Regions from separate parts of the Arachis hypogaea genome. Here region 2 is linked to region 1. Evidence: chromatin contacts called from public Hi-C data. All regions are on one chromosome and are shown on one strand. Each heading gives the region's core, a stretch centred on a gene start, on an enhancer-like site or on the middle of the called end of the contact. The rest is flanking DNA. Distances are from core to core; before and after follow the strand shown.

Region 1 (7,067 bases), core at 1,751-4,250:
TTATTATGAAACTATTTAATAGTCCAAATATTTTAGAACCATCAAATTCTTTGCCAACTTACCTAATAAAAAAGATGAAGACTGAGAAATACCGTGCAACACAGAAAGAAGAAATGAAGAATTTGATCAAAGTGATTTTAGAAAGTTTAAAACAAGGAAAAAGAAAGGAAGAAATGACATATTGAGAGAAAGAACCAAAACAGTCGCAGTGATTTTAGGGGATTGATTTTAAAGTATTTGAATATTGATAAAGTTAAAAGTTTAAAACGATTTAAAATGAAAATTTTTAGGATTATATTAAATCTGATAATAGTTTCTTATAAAATAATAGAGTGTATTTTTAAAAATTAATTAACTAGATATGATGGCTGAGTAATGATTTTTTTCTACTGGTGTCTCATAATTTGATAGAGTAAAAATTAATTCATTGTGAATCTGAATTTTATTTAATAAATTGTTTCTGGTCAATAAATTGTTATATGCATAAGACGAGATTCAAACTTTTGAGTACCATTTCTCATAAATTAAACTTGGCAGGTGGCATAATTTCTTACGCAAACATTTTTTTATTAAAAAAATAAAGGGAGATACTCAAATAAAGACATTTAAAAATGACGTTTTAAAAAAAATTAAAATTTAATATATATAATCGATTAAATTGTATTATTTTTGTCAAAATTAGACTAGACAAATCGATTTGACCAAAAGACTGGTAAATCAAACTTTGAACCGATTTAAATTAATATTTTTTATAGAAAATAACTACAATACTTTTATTATAAAAAATAACTAAAATACTCCTATTATATATATTAATTTTAAAAACCTTAAATTCTAACCCTATAACGCCATAGAGAAAAGAGAAGGGTTAGAATTTTAAATTCTCAAAATATATATATATATATATATATATATATATATAATAAAAATATTTTAGTCATTTTTTGTAATAGGAGTATTATAAATATTTTTTATAAAAAAATTATTGGTTCAAAATTTAATTTATTTATTTTTTGGCTAAATCGATTTATCCGATATAATCTTAACAAAAATGATATAATTTAATTAATTACATATATTAAATTTTAATTTTTAAAAAATATATTTAAAAAAATATTTTAAGCGTCCCAAAAGTAGAAGCTTGATAAAGTGCATTTATTCATAATATTTGTCTAGCATACCAAAATGATAGAGTATACCGAGCGGAAAATAATATTCGTCTACTTCATTTCCTTACCCTCTCATTAGAAAGAGTCATGAAAACAGTGTAGCACTGTTATGGGAACCAAAGCCTATGAACAGATACTTTGCTCCACTGAAAGACCATATCCTAAACAGGTATATTGGAACAAGTCATTTTTTTAAACATGTCCCATGCGTGAACAAATTAAACCAATTTGGAGGCTGATGACGCAGTTAAGACGTGTTCCTAATAAACCCTCCAATTTTGAAGTCACAAAACGGAGACTTTGGAAGAGAAGGGACACCATACGTACCTTGTCCCTGCTTCTTAAACACTACCTCGCTCCTCCCTCAAAATAGTTTTATTAGCATTGATCATTCCCATTCTCACTCTATATATTTACACTCTTTTAGACGAAGTTAAGTATTGAAATGAACTGCCCTCAACAAACATGTTTGCTTGAATTCGTACTACGTGTTACGTCAACAAATTTTCATGATTTATTATATATTGGATTTATAGTGAACAACACACGATAAAATCGAGCAAATTTTTTACATAAAAAAATTATTATGGAATAATATTATCATGAGAAAATGACAAATGTTTTTGTGCCAAGTTATAACCAAACTCATCCTCTAATAGTTGTTTTGACGTCTAATAATAAGTTTTCTGTTGTTTTAATAGTTTGATTGGAGACTTGGTTTAAGATCAATCGTAAATTATTTTGGATATTAAATTAAGGCAATTATTTTAATAAAGATATTAAAAATATCTTTTTATGATCATTTTGATTTAAAAAGTGTAACTTATTCATTTTGACACACTTTAAATAAAAGTAACATTTTTATAATATATAAAAATCAAGTCTTAAAATCTATCACTTAATAGTCAAAATAAAATATTTTTATATAAAAACAATTATAAAATTTTTATTAGAGTATCTACTATTAAATTAAAATTTAATTTATTTTAAATTTTAACATAACTTAATTCCACCTTATCACCTAATTACTAAAACTAACACTATGTTTGTTTCAAACTAAAATAAGAGGAAAGAAAAAGGATGGAAAGAAAATAAATGAAAAATGTTATTTTCCTTTGTTTGGATGCAAAGAAAATGAAAAGGAAGAAAAAATTTTTTATGGGTTCCACCAAAAATCACCAAAAAATTTTTTACATCCATAACAAGCAAGAAAAATAGAAGAAAAAAAATTATTTTTGTATATTTACAATATTTTCCATAGTTATATTATTATTAATAATTATCAATATAAATTTAGTTTTAATAGTTTTAATATATTATTATAATAAAAATTTATATTTAAATATTATATGTGTATTAAATAAATAATTTAAATTAAATATATAAAATTATAATATTTTAAATATTTATAAAATGCGATAAAATATAAATAAATAAAAATATTTATACTTTATTTTGTTATAAGGGTATTAATGTAATTTTATACTTTATGATTTTCTTTTTTTTTTTACTTTTCTTTTCGTCCAAACAAAAAAAAAATATTTTCTCTCTATTTTCTTTCTATCCATTTTTTCTTAATCCAAACAATATACAAATAACTCTATTTTTTTTCTATTTTTTTCCACTCATTTTCTTTCCTTTCATTTTCTGTTTTCTAAATATTGGGTCATTAATAATAAACTAAACAGTCACACCCCCACATACTAAGAAGTCCCTTTTTTTTTTTTGGTCATATATATATCACACTCACACACACTCTAACCTAGTAAACACTAGGATTCGAACCTGGTGTGGCTTCATTTGAAGCAAATATCTTTAACACTACATCACGTGCTTCAGCCACCCATGAAGTCCTTTTAACCACAACCCAGTTATCAAAATATCATGGAGCTTTGTCTGGCTATGTAATAGGCAAATGCATTTAGTTTTTTTTTTGTTAACAAAGGGGCACTAAAGCCCAAAACAAAAATAGAACTAACTTAAAATAGGAACGGATGCAACTCCTGTATTATCATTGTGAAATTTATGCTTTATCCTAAAAAAAAAAGGGTCTGTTTTAGTACTTCAAAATCTCATCCTGCTTCGTACTCCAATTGGCAAATGCATTTAGGATTGGTACATAAGCCTCAACCCACTATCATTTTTGTTAAATAAATACCAAAAATTAAAATGTAGTATAAAGATTAAAGAACACCATTTATGATGTCCAGTGAAATTAATGGAAGAAGGAGCCCAAGAAGAGCATTTGGACAAAAACAATTGTTTTCAGAAAATTGGTTGTCTGAATTTGTAGCTATTGGGCCTAGGTCCCTCTTCTTTATTTAGGAATAAGTTATAGGGGAAAATTAACTAAAAAAAAGATATAGGGAAAAATAAGGAATAAAGTATCAACCCGACTTTTGTTCTTTCCTCTCAATGACAATATGATTCCTGACAAAAAATAAATATTCACTTCGACTCATGTTCTTAATTTTTGTAAGACAATACAATTTTTCTGTCAAAATTATTGTTATCTATTAAATATTATTAACGTGTCATATTAATATATTGAGTTGGACATTAAATATCAACATAAAATAAATAAAAACTTATTATCTTTAAATTTAAATTGATCAAGAACTTTTTTATTTATATTCAATAAAATAATTGACATTGTTTTAACATTAAGTTGATTAAGAGTCTGTTTATTAATAATCTATCTTAACAAAATTGATACATATTTTTTTAAAATTAATTTTTATTATTATACAATTCATAAATTAGTAGTATAATTTAAACAATAAGTTATAATATATTACTAGTGTTATAAAATTATAATTAGCTAGATAGAATTTGAAATCTCTTGTACTGCTTTGTAATAATTACATAATAATAATTAATATATTATTAGACATTAAACAAGTGTATTCTTAATGATAAATATTTAGTAATCTTTTCTTATTTGTTTCTTTTTCTTAGTACTATTTTTTATGTAAATACACTCAAATCTGTTTAAAAAATGGTCAAAATTACAAGATAACGAACCATGAGAAATAATATCAAGTGAACAACGCTGACAATCACGTCTTAAAAAAGGTAGTCAATTTTTAAAAATGCTATGATTTTACTACTTTATGTATATAAATTTATATATATTTTAATCTAAATAATTATATATGGTTATATATAAACAACTCTTGAAATTTATTATAAGCCGTCGTTCCTTAATTATTAGTTATATTATACAAGCAATTAATTAAATTTTAATAATGTACTAAAAATTGTAGTGAATCTATATTATTCTTTATATTATTATATTTTTATCGATCTCTAATCTTGTTACAATATATAATATTAATAGATTAATCATATTGTTGATGCATACTTTATTTTATTAAGTACTAGTAGCCATTTATTAGTGTATTTCAATGCAAATTTCAATGTAAAAATATTAAATGTAATTAATTTAGTTTCAAGTGATGACAAAGTAGTAGTCATTATTCAAAAAATTTTGTACAGATCAAAGCCTAATAAAAATATTATGATTATTATTATATATGCCATATATGTGAAATAATGTTTAATAGTTTTTAATTTATTATATAAATTATTTATATCATAATACTAATAATATATCACAGAATTATTACTTATTAAAAATTATATTAATAATTTATTAATTATATTTTAATTTTTATTATTTATATATTTAAAAATTATAATTAATGTCACAATAAATAATATTTTTAAATTTAAATAATATATTAATTAAAATATATTTATTATACCATATATTTAAGAATTATTGAAAAATTATATTAATATTAAATATTAAAAAAAATATTGCATCAAAATTTTTTAAGACAAGTAAATTTTTGATAATTAGGTTTCTAAACAATTTAACATTAAAACGGTGTTGTTTTCTTTGAATAAATATAGATAAATACGTCTTTTGACTAATTTGGATTTTGAAAAAATAAGTCAATAATGTTTATTTTATGTTGGTATTTAATATCCATTTCAACATGTTAACATAACACATCAGCGACTGCTTCCATTAATAAATGATGGTGATAGTGATAGAAAGATTGCATTGTATTACAGAAATTAAGAACAAAATTTAACGTGAATGTTTTTAAACTAGAAGTCTCGTTTTTATTCAGAGAAAAAAAAAAAAGCGGAAAAAAGCTAGATTATTACTTTACTCAAAAATAAGTAAATAGAACGAAAACAAACTTCAACTCTCCAATCCAAGGAAAAGAAAACTCCAACTCCCCTCCCTCTTACTCCTCCTTGCTACCACTGAAATTATTCTTAGTTACTGGTGGTATAGTGAGTTTTGACATAGTACAAAGGATAACAAAAGTGTTGAGTATTTGATCTTCATTTTGAGCATAAAATGGTTTTGAAAATGATAAAAATTTTAATAAAGAAAGAGACAGACTATATATACTTGATCAAGTAATTCATCAAAATAACTCGTTACCATTTCATCCCATAAACTCCATTCATTTTACACCTATTATATAAGCAAGTTTATGGCACTTTCGTTTAGGTCAGCCATCCGGACATAGACTTAGTATCTTACATAAGCATTTTTCTTTTATTCTCTCACACTATGATGAAACTTGTGATGTATATCACTTATTAAAGCAAAAGAAATTTTTTTTCTCAAAGTTTCAATAAAGTAAATAGCATTTTTGACCTATTATATTTGGATATTTGGGGAACCATTTCGTTAATATTTCATCCATAATCATAAATATTTTTTTATGATTGTTGATGATCATAGTCGTTTTACTTGGGTCATATTATTAAAATCAACGAGTGAGGTGACTCAACATGTCCAAAATTTTGTCATACTAGTAAAAAATTAATTTAGTTCCAAAGTTAAGGTCTTTCGTTCTGACAATGGACCTGGATTTCTTATATCACATTTTTTCTCTTCCAAAGATATCATTCATAAAAAAAGTTGTGATGAAATTTTCAACAAAATAGTCGTACAGAAAAAAATACCAACATATTTTAAATGTTGTCCATGTCCTCATATTCCAATCTAATTTACATCTTTATTTTTGGTCATTTGCTATTCACCATGCAACTTATCTGATAAATCGAGTTCCTTCTTCGGACCTTAATTTAAAAACACCTTTTGAAATTCTGTATAATAAACCACCCAATTTTGATAACCTTAAAGTATTTGGTTATCTCTGTTATTGATGAGTGAAAATTAAATCTTACGAATACTAGCAAGTGTACCGGATCATTTAAGTAATACCATAGTGAGTGGATATCGTTCTTATGAGAAATTACAAATTGAGGTAAATAGCATCTAATTAAATATCTAATTAGCTCGATTAAACCTTAGATTTTGGATTGTGGATTTTGAAGAGAAATAGAAATAGAAGAAGAAAATAAGGAGAATGCTTGAAGTTGAGAGAAAATCAATAGATGAGAATGTTGAAGGCCTCGGAGATGTTTGATTCTTGGAAGAACAATGTTTATGTTTCTTATTTAATTCATGCAAAAATATTTTCACAGCAAATTGTAACACCCTACCACACAGAGTTTTACGCTTAAGCCGTAAAATAGAGGTGGTATGGTATTATAATCTCTAAAATAAAATATATATAATAATATTGGAAAGAATACAGTATACGAGGAGTCTGGAAAAACGGATAAAACAAAATCGCAAAATAAAAAGCGCAACACTCAAAAAAAATGAGATTGCTTGCGTGCGAAGAAAACTAAGGTTCATAAGTATAAATAACAGAAAGTAGGAGTACAGGACCAAAAGTACAAAATAACAAGTTCCTAACTCAGCCTACGAAGCCAAGGCTAGCTGGAGAATATTTACATATATATATATATATATATATATATATATATATATATATATATATATACATATCCCAAAAC
Region 2 (7,067 bases), core at 2,176-4,675, 350 kb after region 1:
TACACGAAGGACTACATTGAGACACTTTTTTTAATATGGAGAATTAAATTGTGACAATTAGAAAGTTTAGGATCAAATCAATGCAACTCAATGACTCGTCAATATCAAAAACTTAAATAGGGTTTAACTCACTTTGATATGCTATTAATTTAGACTTTTATATTTTTTATTTTTGATTTTTGATTTTTGATTTTTATTTTTAATTTTTTTTTTTTGGGATACAAATGTAAAAAGATTTGAAATAAAATTATTTTTAATTTAACTTTCTTATTTAACTAATATGTAATCACCTTCACTTTATTGCTAAATCCTTCCAATATGTACCACTTTTTAAAAGTTGAGAAGGTAATAAGCTTCCCCATTGCAACGAGCAAATATACTAGAAATTAAAAACAGAGCAGAGAGTAGCGAACTTTAATAACAACATTGGAAAATGCACTGAAGTCGGTCCCCAAAATTTCTACTCATATCGTCTCAGTGAAATTAAGTCAATAATTAAACCAACTGTCCGTCGTGGAAGAAGAGACCATACTTATAATTATAGCACTTTATTTTTTATACTGGAGTAGTAACAGTGTATTTTTGAAATGTAGAGCGGTACGGTATAATTTTTAAATGTAGAATTATTTAATTGAAAAGATAAAAATTAGACTATTTCATTAGTGAGAAATATAAAAATTAGAACAAAAAATTTTTATTAAAAAATAAAAAAATTAAGATACAGAAATAGAATTTTTTAATTTGTTTATCTTTTACATTTTAAAAAATATTAAAATCACAGTATTAGATTATATCATTATTTTTATTTTTATACAAAAAAAATAGAATTAATACTTAATTTGATTTTTAAAATTATATGTAAATCTTAATTTAATCTTTAAAATTTTAATTATTTATTTTTAATTTCCAAACTTTATAAACATGACTTACATTAGTCTTTGAAATAATTTTCGATAAAAAAATTATTAAAACATTAATATAGACAACCAAATATCATGCTATAACTTGTAAAACGACGTCATTTTAATTTTTGTGCTCAAATAACTAAAAAACGATGTCAGATCATTTATTTTAAGAAAAAAAATTTTTAATAAATATCACTTACAATAATTTTTTTAGATTATTTGAGGACTAAATAAAAATTGACATTATTTTACAAGTCTAACGTGATATTTAACTATTTACGTTAACATAAAAAAAATAATTAAAATTTTAAAAATTAAATTAAAATTCGGATACAAAACATTAAATTAAATATTATCTCGAAAATAAAAAAGAACCTATAATTAGAATCCAAATCCCAATGCGTATTTCGTTCGCAATTCCCACCATGAGTCCATCACCATGCCACTCAAAACTTGGTAACTATTGTTGACCAAATCCCACATGCCAAACGTATACTTGGGGACCATGCATACCCGTTGGATAGAGTCCTTCCAATACTTGATAAAGCCACATACCATACACTCCATGACAAAGTGCATTAATCATTCTATTTCGTATCAGGGTCAAGGAAACTACTATATATTTTTTATTTTTTATGATTCATTTGTAAATTAGAGAAATGTTGCATATACTATTTTTTATGTACTCATTCTTTATAAAGACATTTTTTATACTAAAACAGAAAATATACATTGAAATTAAAGATGTATAAATAAAAGCGTTATAATTATTATCATTTCTCTTATAAATTAAAATATCTAAATAGACAAATTATGTTTATAATTTTTTATGTACTACTAAATATATATTTCTATAAGGATTTATCTATTTTGTATTCTAAATACATCTATTGAGTTTATTAATTAAAAAAAAATTTAAAAATATAAAAAATTTAAATTTTTTATGTATTTATTTTACATTCATTAAATATAAATATTTAAAATTTTTTATTAATAGTAAATTTATCATGTGCCCTTTGAACACATATTAGCTAAATCTTTTTATAATATAAAAAATAAATTATTATTTTTTATATTTTTATTAATTATTTTAATATAAAAACATAAAAGATGAATATATAAAGTATAGAACAAAAAATATAATGTATATATCATTTTTCCTTTAGTTTAATAAAAAATTATTTTTATTTAAACAAAAAAAATAGTTATTAAATCAGTTATTATTATGTATGATGAATAAATATATATGTTATTTAATTATTTTAATATATATTTTATATTTTAATATGTATTTTACGGTTTTTTTAATTTTTTTATGCATAGTAATAATGTTTCTAACAACAAAGATGAGGAAGAATTAATTAATCCCACTTCAAGAATTATGAAGACCAATTGTACATTAACACGGTCATCATTTTCACTTGCGGTAAGAATTTGATCACATATTGCTAGACAATTAAACAAAGTGAGGTTAATAGAAAGAGTGGACAATGTTTACCAACTCAGGAAATTCTATTTTCACAAAAGAAACAAATTTTACAGAGTCCTCATCACTCGTCAGAAGAGCTATTTAGTTCTTCATTCTGATCTCTCCCATTACAATTCACAAACATCAAACATTTCTTCTATGAAAATAACACTTCCCTAGTAAACTTGATCACTAATGAGTAATAACTACTATCTAGCTACTAATTAAAAGATTCTGATTCTCTATACAAGGTGGAATGGCTTATTATTATTACGGTTGAAGTGAAACCTGGCTGAAGAACTTGACCTTACAGAGAAGACCCCATTCCAGATCTCAGTGAAAGCTCTAACTATAACACCATGGTGATACGGTGAATTCAGCTGAAGAAAACAGTTGAGAAGCTCCCTCAGGTCTTCCTTCGAGTATATCTCGTTCTCAAGAATCATCTGAAGCATGGAGTGCCGGAAATCCAAGTAAGGGTCATCGGAGTCTTTCTCCACCGCCACGCCTTCTCCGCCGGCTCTTCCGAGACCTCCCACTCTCCGAGCCTCCTTTCCGTTGTTGTTGTTGTTGCTCTCTGATGAGTCGGAGAAGTGAGAGGAATCAATGTAGCAAGGGGAGAAGGTGGTGTTGGTTGGGGTGGTGGTGCTTGTGGCGGTGTCGTTCTCGTTATGATTCCAAGAAGAGAGGTTGAAAAGTTTGTGTTTTTGGAGAGTGGGGTTCTTGGGTTTTGGTTTAGGGTGGAATATTCGAGAGAGTTTTGGCCTTCTGCAACTGCTGCCACACCCTAGTTTCACTGAAACTGTGTTCAGGTGAAGCTTTTTTCTGGCGGAGGTGGACATTGCTCTGTGTTTTCTTCTGTGACTGATGAAAAGAATAGAAAGAACAACACAGAAACAGAGGAACAAAGAAGGAGAAGGAGAGTCAAAGGGTGTATGTGTTTTCTTGATGGTTTGGTTGCTTTGGAAAGAGGCTTTGTATTTATGGGGATGAGAAAGGAGTAAAGTACCATTACTAAGCTCTAATGACGAAGGATCTTAATTAATTTTGCATGTGACCATTTGAGGCCCACATCGGTGTACATCATGTTTCTAAGCTTGTAACTATTCTATAAGCATCTATTTGGAACAACGGATAGAGTCGGATAACAATGTTAAAAAAATAAAAAGAAAATGACTCAAAAGAAGCATAAAATTATTTTATTTTATATTTTTAGTTATTCTTACACTATTTTGTATTTTAAATTATTTTTTAAATAATTTCAGTAATATTTAATATAATTATATCTATATTAAATTAAATAAAATAATTTTAGATTTTGTATTTCTAACTTTACTATTGGAGTTGCTTATAATAATATATTGAATATGGAAACTAGTAGTGTTTATTTTTTCAAAACACGTATTAAGATTATGTTTTATTTAGTTTGGTTAAAACATAAGTTTCATATATTATTTTCAGACATATTTAATTATTCAAGTATAAATATCAATTATGTTGTTTAAATTCAAAAAAATGGGCCATTAATTAATTATTATAAAAGGATATATATATATTAGTATTTATAAAAATATTTTATTATACTATTGTTAAAATTTTTTATTGTTTTACTATAATAAATTTGATTATTATTCTATAGTATAATATTTAATGATTCTAATAATTAATTGTTTTATTAAAAATATATGAAATAATATGTATAAATATATAATTAATGTGTGCTTAATTTTTAGTATTTATGTCACATTCTCTTAAGTATTTGTTGAATGTGTAAATAATTATTTTATATCTTTAAATATGATATATTAAATTTGTCTCTAGCTACCCCTGTTCTTTTTTTAAGTTACTTGCTTGAACTTTATTGAATATATTGATGGTGATCTGAAGTGATCTGAACCGCAGGTTTTCTATTTTCGTGAATAAAGAAATGCTGATGGAGGCATCTGGAAATCGGCCACAGGATCACATGTGGATTGAGAATCAGAGCCATTTGATAAGGGTATTGCCAACGCCATGGATATTTAAGTTAGCCAGTTAGGTCGTTATTTGAAAGATTGGGATCAATTAATTAAAGAGAAAATGCGTACTTAAACATTATATTGTGTATGAGATTTGGGAGAAGCTGACATGACATGACAGCAGGCAAGCAAGAATATACGAATTAAATTTTTATAACGCCGAGTTTTATATGAATCCCTTAAATTAATGCGCTTCTTGGTTTAATGATTCCAAGGTAAGGTGTGTATTATTTTAATTTGATATTACTAGCATTGTAAGATTGAAAAATGAATAGTCAATTGTGTATTGAACTTATTAGCCACTCGATTTTCGTTCACCGTGTAGGAATTAGGATTCTGAACTATATGGTATAGTATAATGATCACATACTTACAAGAGCATCGAATGGCATCTGACACGAATTTCCCAATTTCGTCTAAGATTAAAATATTAAACAGCTAAGAATTAGAGACTCATCATAATTATACAGACTACCTAAAATCGTAGACCACGGGTTCGGTCTATGCCATGAACTTGAACGATTTTTGCGACATGTTGTTGCCATTGTTTATCCTGTCCAACTAGAAACAATAAAAACCAACAAATAATTAATACTAACCAATTTACCTTTTCTTTTTAAAATGAGAAGAAGATATATTTGTACATATGATCTAAATAAATTTATCAAGTTTTAGCATTTAACTTATGTTTCGGGGTTGAAATATTTTTGTGATGTATAAATCATTGAAATAGGTTCGTGGTCTAAATTTATTTTTAAAAGTAGGTTAAATTACAGTTAATCCTTATACTTTTAGTAAAATTGTAAATTACTTTATATATTTTAAAAGTTTATAATTTGATCTCTATAAAAAATTAAAATTTATAATTAGATCCTCAATAACCTTTACTGTAAAAAAAAATACATATTTATCATAATGTCCACTTTTTTTCCTTTTCTTATATTATCCTTTCTTTTCCCATCTTCTCCTTTTTTTTTTACTGGCAGTCATGACCATGGCATCAACTACCACAGCAACTGTCACTATATTATTATCAGGTTCCATGCCAAGTGCAGATGAAATCATAAACCCAAACCTCCTAGGAAGAGTTATTTTTTTATCGGGCTCTACTTCTACTTCTTGAAGCATGGCAACACTCTCAACTTGGGCATCATTTTCAACTGTTACATTGGACCTCACACAAAACTCATCATCATCAAATAATACTAATAATACTTCCACCCTTCCAATCAAGCATCATCATCCTCTTAATGTTGTCCCTTTGTTCTAGTTACCCAATTTTCAAGGTCACCCGCAAAACTTTGAGACTCAAACCCTACATAATCAATCAAAATTCTTCCTTCTTCAATTATCTCAACAAGTTGTTGCCTCTTCCCAATCAGGAATCCAACCAACCACAGTAACAGCCGCCATCCCTGGCTGATTCCGTCACTGCAGCCATCACTACCGATTCTAACTTCATCGCCGCTATTGCAGCCGCCATCTGCTCCATCATCGAAGGTAACAACAACAACAATAATAAACCAAACAGCACTTGAAATAGTAACAACAACAACAATGGCAGCCATCTCCTCCATAATTGGCACGATGATGACGAAGATCTCGCTATTGTTGAAGATGCTGTGAGCAGTCAAGAGTTGTTGCATTTAGGGTTGGAGGTGGAGGAGAGTTGAAGAGCAACGTGTTCCTTCAATTCATGACGCTCTTTCCTCTTTTTTCTCTGTTTTGGAAAGTGGAGAAGTGACAGTGAGAGGGTTGGGGAGGGGTGGAGTGGGTTAGGGATTTTTTGGTCATTTTTAAATAGTTAAATTATAGTGTTGGTCCCTATAGTTTTACTAAAATTACAAATTAGTCCTTACTATTAAACATGTGCAACTCACATGTTTAAAGCAGCGAATATGCTAAAGAATATTCTGTTAAATCAAACGGTGTTTGAACGGTAGGGACCCAATTACAAATTTTAATTTTCTTCAGGGGCCCAATTACAAACTTTTAAACTGTAGGGACCAATTTATAATATCACTGAAAGTATATAAACTAACTGTGTAATTTAACCTTAAAACTACGTAAGTAGATGATATGTTATCTTAAGCAATTTTTAGAATTTTTATATTTAATTTCTTAGATTTTTAATTAAATTTCTTATAATTTTTAATAAAATTTGACAAATAATCAAATATTTAGAGTTGAGATAGTGTTTTATGTTTTCAGAAATTTTGGGCTTAAAAATAGCAAAAATCAACGCTTTCTCACAAAAAAATCACAAAGAAAATAAAAGCATGGCCCAAGACGTGGTCCAAGAACCATAGCCTAAGGAACAAAAGCATGCACAAAGGGAAGGAAACTGGAGCCCAAAACACATACGCTTGGCGTACATGTCCACTAGTTTTGACCTCTTCGCACTCCAATGATTATAATTTGAGATACAGAAGTTCGAATGAGGCAGTTTTAGTTACCTTAGAAAGCTAACATCTAGAGCTTCATAATGATATACATATGTCTATAGTGAATGTTTAGTTTTAGTCACGTGCTACTATCATCTTTGGGACACGAAAAAATAGCACCCCATACAACTCAAAATGCAAGCCCAGCATGTTCCAACTCTCAGGATGCAACAATTAAGGCCCAAGATTAATTATCCACATAATCAAAAGTCTCAATCACATTTAGAAGAGT

Evidence for each region. A called contact is a pair of places that touch in the nucleus more often than the background predicts.
Region 2: a Hi-C map of leaf shows a contact between it and region 1, with 2.2 times the contacts expected there. The contact joins the promoter of LOC112696746 here to the enhancer-like site in region 1. A contact is called at or near these places in 3 of 8 Hi-C or Micro-C datasets (all in leaf).

Annotation. Positions count from the first base shown.
Region 1 is chr6:78,332,086-78,339,152 of arahy.Tifrunner.gnm2.J5K5, forward strand. No RefSeq gene overlaps it. Among protein-coding and RNA genes, the nearest start is that of LOC140173687, 61 kb to the left of the region's middle. Within about 2 kb of position 3,001, at least 3 of the 3 cell types and tissues checked have open chromatin away from gene starts, as enhancers often do.
Region 2 is chr6:78,679,433-78,686,499 of arahy.Tifrunner.gnm2.J5K5, forward strand. LOC112696746 reads right to left here and starts at 3,426. Exons shown (of 1, transcript XM_025749593.3): 1 at 2,377-3,426. The coding sequence starts at 3,215. The coding sequence ends at 2,616.